Regions from separate parts of the Sus scrofa genome. Here region 1 is linked to region 2. The links are chromatin contacts, called in public promoter capture Hi-C maps. All regions are on one chromosome and are shown on one strand. Each heading gives the region's core, a stretch centred on a gene start, on an enhancer-like site or on the middle of the called end of the contact. The rest is flanking DNA. Distances are from core to core; before and after follow the strand shown. Region 1 holds the start of MDM4 (protein Mdm4). Region 2 overlaps PIK3C2B (phosphatidylinositol 4-phosphate 3-kinase C2 domain-containing subunit beta).

Region 1 (4,812 bases), core at 466-2,965, 68 kb before region 2:
TATGTTTTTATGTGTGTTCCCTACTGCACTGAAATCATAAGAGAGTACACTCTTACTGATGACAGAAGAGTGGTTTTTACCCTAAGAATCCAAGACTCTTACACCTCATCTTCAAATCTCTACCTTTGAATTCAACTGTGATTTGAAGACTCATTAAAATAAAAACCTGTCAGAAATCAGCAGGCATAATCATTCTTTTCTAGTCTTTAAAGCCTTAAATACTGCTGTCTGATTCCCTTTCAACTAATTACATAAAAGTAATAAAACTAACTTTCTAAAAAAGAAATTATTCAGATGTTGTTTTAGCTCTTACCAGGTCTGTTACACACCTAAAAAGGCGAAGCGTGTGTGTAGCAAGAGTCTGCAAAACAAAAACTATGCTGGGAGACACCCTAAAAATCCATCAATGGGGAACTGGTTAATGAAATTTTTGTACAACCCTATTAGGCGGGACTATACCAAAAGAAGCATTACATGTATACTTTAGGGACAGCTGTCCCAGATGTTGTTATTTGAAAAACTATAAGATGCAGAGCAATACATACAAAATGAGTCTACTATGGTTTAAAAATGTGAATAAGTGCGGAAAAAGCGAGGATGGACATGATAGCAAGTAGTTAAGGGTAGCTGGCTTGAGGAGGGGAAAGGTTAGGGACAAGTTTACTTCAGTACTGTGTGTTTCTTGTTTTTAACAACCGGCAAGTATATTATAGGTTTTTTTTTTTTAATTATACAATAAAACGTTGTGATCCTGACTGTACTGTTACTTCTAAAGTAAATTAACTTTTCATAGCAGGAATGTAGGAGAAGGGAGGGGTCTAAACCTACACTGAGATGTAGTAATACCTGATACCAAAGAGTACCAAGTATCTTTGATACTTTCTCCAGGTGCCAATATCCCCAGGCATGAAGGAGCTTCCCAAATAAAAGATCTTTCCAGTTAAAGAAAAAGAGCAGCAGCACTTTCCCCGGGTGTGGTTTTAAAACGGCGGTTTTCAAACTTGAGGGTGTACAAGAATAAACTGGGAAACGTGCTGAGGAAATACATATTCCCGACCCCATCTCCTGGTCATTCTGCTTGGGGAAGCCTGAGTGCGGGCCTCAAACGAGCATTCTTCAAGCAAGCACTCAGCACAACTGAGACAGATAGTCGGCAGCCTTGAAAACCACTACCTTAAAATCTTGAAGACACCTCAATGTCATTCTCTCCTCCTCCCTCCCACCTTTCCTCCTAGGTGCCTCGGTTGTTTTCAAATTTTGCGTCAATGTATTTCGATTTTAGGTTTGTAACCTGTCGGCCGATCTGCTTCACGTCACTCCACCTCCATTTTTATCCTCCGCGAATCCTCATCATATAACCCTTCCCTATCAGCCCAGCCCTTCTTCCGCCCAGTGGGACCGTCCCCACGCCGCCACCCACGCTCCTAGCTCCTCCCGCCCGTAACCCCCCCACCCCACCCCGGGGCCTGCAGAACTGGCCGCGCCGCGCCCGCTCCCCACTCTCCAGTCCCCTACCTCCCGCCTCCCGGCACCCCGCGGACGAAACCCTAGAGCCACACCTTACGGCTGCTCCATGAGTTGCTCCCCCGCCGAGTCCGAGGTGGGGGAGGGGGCGCCAGTCACAGGCCCTAAGGCCTCGGCAGCATTTTGAAAAGGCAAGTAATGAGGCCGCAACTTCCGGCCTCCCAACCCATCTCGCGTAAGAGCTTCCGGTGAGGCCTCCGGAAACCATAGATGGACCAACTGGAGGGCTAGAGAGCTAGAAGGCTGGGCCACCTCTACCATAGAGTAGATCCCCAGGCGGAGGAAAGAGAGCCTCAGGACCTGGACAGTTAAAGAGTTGTGAGGTTTCAAGAGAGAGCAATTGAGGAAGTTGCAAGCGCTTTTCCTGTTTCCAAACACATAGTGGGAGTTTAAGAGAAATTTTAAAAATTAAAAAAAACTGGGAGCGGAGAAAGCCGGAAGCATAATCAGAGGCCACCTTTTCAGCTCTTCAGAAAAATGCCAGACTTTGTATTCTTCAGTGTTAAGTTATTCACCTTCCCAGAGGTGGCTGCAGGGAGGAAACAGCTCCCCAGTGTTGTCGCTAATCGGGGAAAGATAGGACTAGTATATAAACGAATCACTAGAAGGTACGTGATAAATGTTAAAAGAGAGGTGCAAAGCACAATGAGGTCATCTAACCTAACCTCTCCCAATACGTTCAATAAACCTCTCAGGCAGGCTGTCTCCAACCTCTGCCAGTGCCAAATGGCACCGCCTTCCCCAACCCCCCATATGTCATTTTGTTTATTTTAGGATGATTTCAGATGTTAGAGGAATTTCCGAGCTGAAATATTTTGCCATTTCTGCTGGTTTCAGTTCTGCACTTTGGGGAAGAGTAAGCCTTCACTCTTTCCAATATAAGTACTATTGCGGTTTTCTGCAGACAGCTACCATGTCTCGTCTCAAACCCTCTCTTTGGTTTTTCTGCAGGCTAAAAGTCGCATCATAACTTTGATCTATTCCCTTGCAGTGGCTTCAAGCCCCCTTGCCACCCTTCTGAACAAGCACCTGCTTGTCCTATTTCAAATGTGGCTCCCAGAACCAGATACACAACCAATGCAAAGTAAAGTGGGGCAATTACCTCCCTTAATTTGCACATTGCACCTTACTCTATCTCTGACTTAGGTGGGAGATCCAGAGTTCTGTAAATGAGCTGAAGCATTAATTCCTTTTTTCACAGTTGCTCCCAGAGAGCTTGAAGTCAGCAACCACCCCCCCAAAAATAGTGCTTTTTTAAGTGAACCACTGTCAACTATTTCTCCTCTCTTTTTCTGTAATTAATTTTAATTTTTAAGACGTTCCCAAATAGGAGTTTGTTTTGTATCTTTTGAATGGTATCTGGTTGGTTTAGGTCCCTTCCTACCGCTCTCCAGGACCCGTGGAATTATGATCCTGCCATGCAATTCAGTTTAAGATCAACAAACATTTGTTGAACAGCTACTGTGTGCCAAGCACCCTAGAGGATTCTAATACAAGTGGAATCTGGAATCTGTCTAGAGGAGGAGTCGGACCATGCTGGTAAAGAGAACGTGGCCAGTGAAATAATGCACTGCAGTTAGCCTTGCCTGGTGAGTCAAGAGAGATTACCGTCGTGGCGCAGTGGTTAACGAATCCGACTAGGAACCATGAGGTTGTGGGTTCGATCCCTGCCCTTGCTCAGTGGGTTAAGGATCCAGGCATTGCCATGAGCTGTGGTGTAAGTCGCAGACGCGGCTCGGATCCCGCGTTGCTGTGGCTCTGGCGTAGGCTGGCAGCTACCTCTCCGATTCGACCCCTAGCCTGGGAACCTCCATATGCCATGGGAGCAGCCCAAGAAATGGCAAAAAAGACAAAAAAAAAAAAAAAAAAAAGAGAGATTAGCTCTTTCACTTTTGCATTTTGCAAATTATTGATTAACACATCTATCTTATCATTTAAAGCCTTGATAAATATATGTAATAGGGCATGATTTGGAATAGAGCTTTTCCCCTCATGGTTGATTGGGATTCATGATAAATGATTCTTCTTCTAGTGCTGTTCTTAAATCAATGATCCCAACTAATAGAGGTCAATATCTGGCAACAGTTCTCTGGCCTTTCCCAAGGAATTCATAAAACGTCAAGAAATGACATGGTATAGTGAAAATAAACCATAACTATGGTATTTCTTCTACCCGTCAAGTAATTTTGCCAAAAAAGAAAATGAAATGGGCTTAACAAGCTCATAACTCAAGCTCAGTGATCACGACTTCCTTCTCTAAGAACTCTGCTCGCAAACCACTTATTTAATAAAGAAACAGGAAATCTGGGTGTAGTCTAGCTATTCTAGAAACCAGAAAGTTCCACAGGTCTTCAGTTTCCCAATCTATAAAACGTAAAATGGCTGAATCAGATGACTTAAGGCCCATTGCAGCTCTCAAGCAATTAGAAGCCAATGTTACTGGTCTATAGCTTTTCATAAAACTTACATAGAACTACTTCAGACATTCAAAAAAGTGTAATGAAAAATACCCCCTTTTCCCTGGCACTTTTCCTACACTACTTCAGACATTCAAAAAAGTGTAATGAAAAATACCCCCTTTTCCCTGGCACTTTTCCTACACAAAAAGTTTCCTATGGTCCCTTCTCCTATGGCATCTCCCTCCTTTAACTGCAGAGGGAACCATTGTCCTGAGTTTGCTATTTACCCCTGCCATGCATTTCTTTAGACTTTTAGAATTTATGTATGAATGTATTCTTTTTTTTTTTTTTTTTTGTATCTTTGCCTTTTCTAGGGCCACTCCTGCGGCATATGGAGGTTCCCAGGCTAGGGGTATAATCAGAGCTGCAGCCGCCAGCCTATGCCCAAGCCACAGCAACTTGGGATCTGAGCTGCCTCTGCGACCTACACCACAGTTCACGGCAACGCCGGATCCTTAACCCACTGAGCGAGGCCAGGGATTGAACCGACAACCTCATCGTTCCTAGTTGGATTCATTAACCACTGCGCCACGACAGGAACTCCTATGTGTTCTTTTCAAATACTTCACACTTAAAAATTTTTTTTTTTTTTTTTTTTTTGTCTTTTTGCTATTTCTTTGGGCCGCTCCCGCGGCATATGGAGGTTCCCAGGCTAGGGGTCGAATCGGAGCTGTTGCCACCGGCCTACGCCAGAGCCACAGCAACGCGGGATCCGAGCCATGTCTGCAACCTACACCACAGCTCACGGCAACGCCGGATCGTTAACCCACTGAGCAGGGGCAGGGACCGAACCCGCAACCTCACGGTTCCTAGTCGGATTCGTTAACCA
Region 2 (4,868 bases), core at 2,310-4,809:
GGTTTGGGAGCTGAGTGTCCTGACCCACGCCTTTTCTCTTGCAGCTATGAAGATTTCTACCTCTCCTGCTCCCTCAGCCATGGCGGCAAGGAGCTGTGCCGCCCCCTGCAGACCCGAAGGGCTCACTTCTCCAAGTACCTCTTCCACCTCATCATCTGGGACCAGCAGTAAGCCCTCCCCTGGGCTCCAGTGCCCACTGCAGACCCTCGCAACCTTCGGAATGCCCAGATTCCAACTAGGAGCCCACACCTGGATTAAACCAGGCTCTGTCACCAGCCCTAACCCAACAAGCCATTCAGCCACCTGTCTCCACTTCCTTAACTCTTAAGTGGGGATGAGTATAATTTTTACCTCTCAATTCCTTATGCGTCTCCAACAAGAAGTATCCATGGGAGTTCCCGTCGTGGCGCAGTGGTTAACGAATCTGACGAGGAACCATGAGGTTTTGGGTTTGATCCCTGGCCTTGCTCAGTGGGTTAAGGATCTGGGGTTGCTGTGAGCTGTGGTGTAGGTTGCAGACGAGGCTTGGATCCCCGTGTTGCTGTGGCTCTGGCGTAGGCCTGCGGCTACAGCTCCTATTAGACCCCTAGCCTGGGAGTCTCCATATGCCTTGAGAGTGGCCCTAGAAAAGGCAAAAAGACAAAAAAAAAAAAAAAAAAAAAAAGAAGTATCCATAAAGGTTTTTTGTAAACCATGAAGGGCCATATGAATGTTGTTTTAATAATAATTGATTGTTTTGGTCATGTCTCTCTTAAATGGTTTAACTGGTCTGAGAGGCTTGTATTTTCCCTTCTTCCTGAAGTTCCCATAGAAGATGGAGAGGGGACTGTGTTTTCTCCATTATAGATAAGGGAAGGCTGCCCAGAGGGAAGAATAATGGGTTTGGAGTCATGGGAATATGGCTTTTTCTAGCTCTGTCTCTAGTCCTAGATTCTCTGTGGTCTCTTCAGGCCTTAGTTTCTCAAACTCTGAAGTGGGGACATTTGTTTAACTCAGAGGCAGTTGTGGTACTGAAATGAGATGGACAGGTTATACATAGAAATATGAAACCTCAAGTACAGGGTCATATTAACCACCGTTTACTAACAGCAATCTGCTGATGGGAAGGTAGGCATTAGCTAAGCAAAGCAGGAAGGAGATGGAGGTGAGAGTGCCTTGGTGGTGACATGGCAGGAGTTCGTGTAACCCGTGCCTTTTCTGTGCTGTTCTCCATCCAGACAGTCAGAAAGCACCTTGTTGGCTCCCTGACGCTTCACTTTGCCAGACTGACATATCCCTGAGTCCTTCTGTAGAGAGCAGAACTGCAACGTTAATATTTGGAGCGCAGGTTAAAAAGCCAAGGATGCTGCAACAGGTGGACGGAGAGTCTGTGGAAATCCAGGAAGGGGTGGGCCATTTTACAGGTGCATAGTGGGGAAAGGCACACTTTTTCTCCTGCCTTCACACTTTTGTGATTCCTAGAGCAATAAAGGTGTAAACAAAAGTCCTATTTTGGCTCAGCAGCTTAAGAACCCAACTAGTATCCATGAGGATGCAGGTTTGATCCCTGGCCTCGCTCAGTGGGTTAAGGAGCTGACATTGCCACAAACTGTGATGTAGGTCCCAGATGTGGCTGTGGTGTAGGCCAGCAGCTGTGGCTTCGATTTGACCTCTCAGAACTTCCATATGCTGTGGGTACACTGGTACAAACAAACAAAACAAAACAATAACCACAAAAAAAACCCCGCCGGGTCAGGAAAGACACCTCCGTGGCAGAGGGTGGCTCCTGAGTTTCACCATCCCCTTGGGCTTCAATTACTACTAGTGCCAAGGGAGGGGTGCTTTACAGTGCTCTGGCCCAGGCAGACCCCACAGTGAGTCTTAGCCCCTTTCCCATGGAGTATCAGAGGTTTGGAAGCAGCCCGGTGTGTCCTCCCGCAGGCTGCCTGCACTGTGGGTCTCACTGGGCTCTCTCTCTGCATCCCTGCTTCTAACCCCATAGGGCTGGTCCCTTACCTGGAGCCTTGCAAAGGGTGTCATCTCAGTGCTGTCCATCCAGATGCCCCATGGGACACCTCTTAGCACCTTCGTGATCCAGACTGAGGCATGCTGGAGAAGGCGCTGCAGTGTAGGGTTCAAAGCACAGGCTTTGGGCGCAGTCATCCTCTCCTCCCTGTAGGCGCAACCTTGGGCAGCTCATTCAACCCAAAATGGGCTTGGTAATAGGGCCTCCCTACAAGGTTGTTTGGGTGCCGCTGGGAGGTTGCAAGTACTTGGTACGATACCTAGGACAAGAGAAATGCTTTCATCTTTATCATTTTCTTAGCTGGGGGAGCCCTCTCAGTTCTGGTTTCTCTCTTCCAAGTGACTGACACAGTGACTGACGTGTGGCAATATTTATGCAGGAAAGTACTATGTGTATAGCCTGGTGCTAAGGTGGTAACCACACTGTCACGTAGCAGAAAGCACACGGTAGATACACACAGCACACAAGTGAAGCTCTGTTCCTCTCCTTGAGGAAACTGAGGCACAGAGGTGTGAGTAATTCTCCAAGGTTGTGAGAGGCAGAACCAGGACTGGGACTGGTGCATCCCAGGAAGCCTGCCTGGAGGAGGGGGCTTCTGTGATGTGCTGTTGAGGAAGGGGCTAGAGGAGGGAGGAGGGGACTTTCTTGGGCAGGGAGGAGGTTCAGGGCCACAGCTCACCTACTGGCTATCCTGACTGACCCCAGGTGAAGGTGCAAGCGGGAGGTTTTAGATATACTTGAGGGCTGAGGAGAAGGGGCCCCTGGCTGCTTCTAGGTGTTACGTTTTCAGTTAGAAAGTTTCTTCCCTCTCTGGAGTTCCCGTCGTGGCACAGTGTTTAATGAATCCGACTAGGAACCATGAGGTTTCAGGTTCGATCCTTGGCCTTGCTCAGTGGGTTAAGGATCCAGCATTGCCGTGAGCTGTGGTGTAGGTCGCAGATGTGGCTCTGATCCCTCGTTGCTATGGCTCTGGCATAGGCCAGCGGCTACAGCTCCGATTCAACCCCTAGCCTGGGAACCTCCATATGCCGCAGGAGCGGCCCTAGGAAAGGCAAAAAGACAAAAAAAAAAGAGAAAGTTTCCTTGCTCTCATTTTCCTCTGGATATGGAGCTGCAAGCCTCTTCTTGAGTGAAAAGAAAGGGACCAGGACCAGCTCCCTCTCCTCTTTGCTCCAGGGTCAGCTGATTCTCTCCCCACTGCAGCGCTGTGCGGATCAGCTAACTCTCAAAATAGGCCCCTCAGCTTCGCTCTGCCACCCTGGCCAAGCCCTGGCCTGGCATGTCGGCTGGCTGCTGAGGGGTCCTAATTATAGCTGAGGGCCCCCAGCGAAGGGGCAGCTGGGACAGAGCAGGGCTCTGCCAGTCTCTGGCGGGAGGGAGGGAGCGTCCCACTCAGGTGGAGGTTCCCTAGGGGAGTGAGGGGCAGCGGTGGGGGAAGGCTGCTTGACCATGAGACTGCTAACCTTGGCCGTGGCCACCCGGCCTCTCTGGCCTCTGGCCTAGAAGCTGCCGGGCCCTGGGCTGGCCAGAGGGTGTGACAGTATGGACTTTGGCCCAGGCACAGCTTCCCCGAAAGGTAATGTGTGTCCTCCCTCTTCCCACAGCTCTGCTCCCCTCTCCACCTCACCCCACCCCAGTTCCTTATTGTGAACTCAGAGGGAGTGGCCCGGGTGTGATTCAGGCCTGGGAGCCTGGGAGCAGCCATCTGGGCCTGGTACTGGTGAGGGCCTCTGCCGCTCGGTTCTTTGGGCCCTGCCAGTTTGCTCTCTCACCAGCTGGGGACGTGGAGGAGTCCCTTCTCTTTATCCCTTTGGCTTTGAAAATGTTTGGGGCTGAGAACAAACCATCTTGTGCCCTGAGTGTGGGATTCCCTAGAAGGGAATGCGGGGTTCCCTAGAAGGGAATGCGTGGTGAGGACAGACAGGTGGGAGGGTGTGGGGGAGGGGAGCCACAGGCAGAGCTCCTGCTGCTGCTTCCTGACTGTTCTGAACAGCAGAAGGGTGGGGAGGGATCCGGGTTGTTTCACGGAAAAGGATTGTCAAAAGCAACTGCTTCTTGGTGACCCTCTGCAGAAATCCGAAAACGAGGGAAGGAGTCTGTCTGACAGTAGGGGACCTGTAGTCACCTCAGCTCTGAGGTGGCTCTGACTGAGTTCTCTCTGGTCACTGGGGGTGGCCTCAAAAATCTCGGGATGGGAGTTCCTGTTGTGGCTCAGTGGTTAACAAATCCGACGAGGAACCATGAGGTTGCGGGTTTGATCCCTGGCCTTGCTCAGTGGGTTAAGGATCTGGTGTGGCCATGAGCTGTGGTGTAGGTTGCAGATGTGGCTCGGATCCCGCTCAGATCCTGCGTTGCTGTGGCTCTGGTGTAGGCTGTCAGCTACAGCTTCCATTCGACCCCTAGCCTGGGAACCTCCATTTGCCGTGGGAGCTGCCCTAAAAAAGGCAAAAAGACCCAAAAAAAAAAAAACAAAAAAAAAACCTCAGGGTGTTTGCTTTGCTGTGCTGAGACCCACCCTGCAAAGACACTGGACCATGTTCGTGGGGGCATCCTGTGGAGGGTTTGCCCGCAGTTTGGGATCTGTCCTGGTCCTGCAGGAAGGCCCCCCGCCAGGGAGCACCTCGGGAGTTCTTAGCTTCAGCTTGACTTCCTGGGTCACCTGCCCCTGGAAGCCACAGAGGTGGCACTTCCTGATGTGGTTTCCTGTCCTCCCTAGGATCTGCTTCCCCGTGCAGGTGAACCGGCTGCCTCGGGAGACCCTGCTGTCTGCCACTCTCTATGCTCTGCCCATCCCCCCGCCCGGGAGCTCCTCAGAGGCCAATAAGCAGCGGCGGGTGCCCGAAGTCCTGGGCTGGGTCACTGC

The links. Promoter capture Hi-C pulls out the DNA fragments that hold promoters and counts their contacts.
Region 1: a promoter capture Hi-C map of fetal liver shows a contact between it and region 2, with 2.6 times the contacts expected there. The contact joins the promoter of MDM4 here to the enhancer-like site in region 2. A contact is called at or near these places in 3 of 5 promoter capture datasets (fetal liver, fetal skeletal muscle and skeletal muscle), 27 of 47 Hi-C or Micro-C datasets (alveolar macrophages, blood, brain and 13 more) and 2 of 2 datasets of contacts at active chromatin or transcription factors (alveolar macrophages and skeletal muscle).

What each region holds. Positions count from the first base shown.
Region 1 is chr9:65,172,391-65,177,202 of Sscrofa11.1, reverse strand. It overlaps MDM4 (protein Mdm4), which reads right to left and starts at 1,715. Exons shown (of 10, transcript XR_002335784.1): 1 at 1,560-1,715.
Region 2 is chr9:65,106,677-65,111,544 of Sscrofa11.1, reverse strand. PIK3C2B (phosphatidylinositol 4-phosphate 3-kinase C2 domain-containing subunit beta) reads left to right here. Exons shown (of 33, transcript XM_003357389.5): 12 at 45-167; 13 at 4,722-4,868. Among named protein-coding and RNA genes, the nearest start is that of PPP1R15B, 40 kb to the right of the region's middle. Within about 2 kb of position 3,559, at least 30 of the 83 cell types and tissues checked have an H3K27ac peak or open chromatin away from gene starts, as enhancers often do. A contact at or near this core is called in fetal liver, fetal skeletal muscle, omental adipose tissue and 3 more, where this site is marked.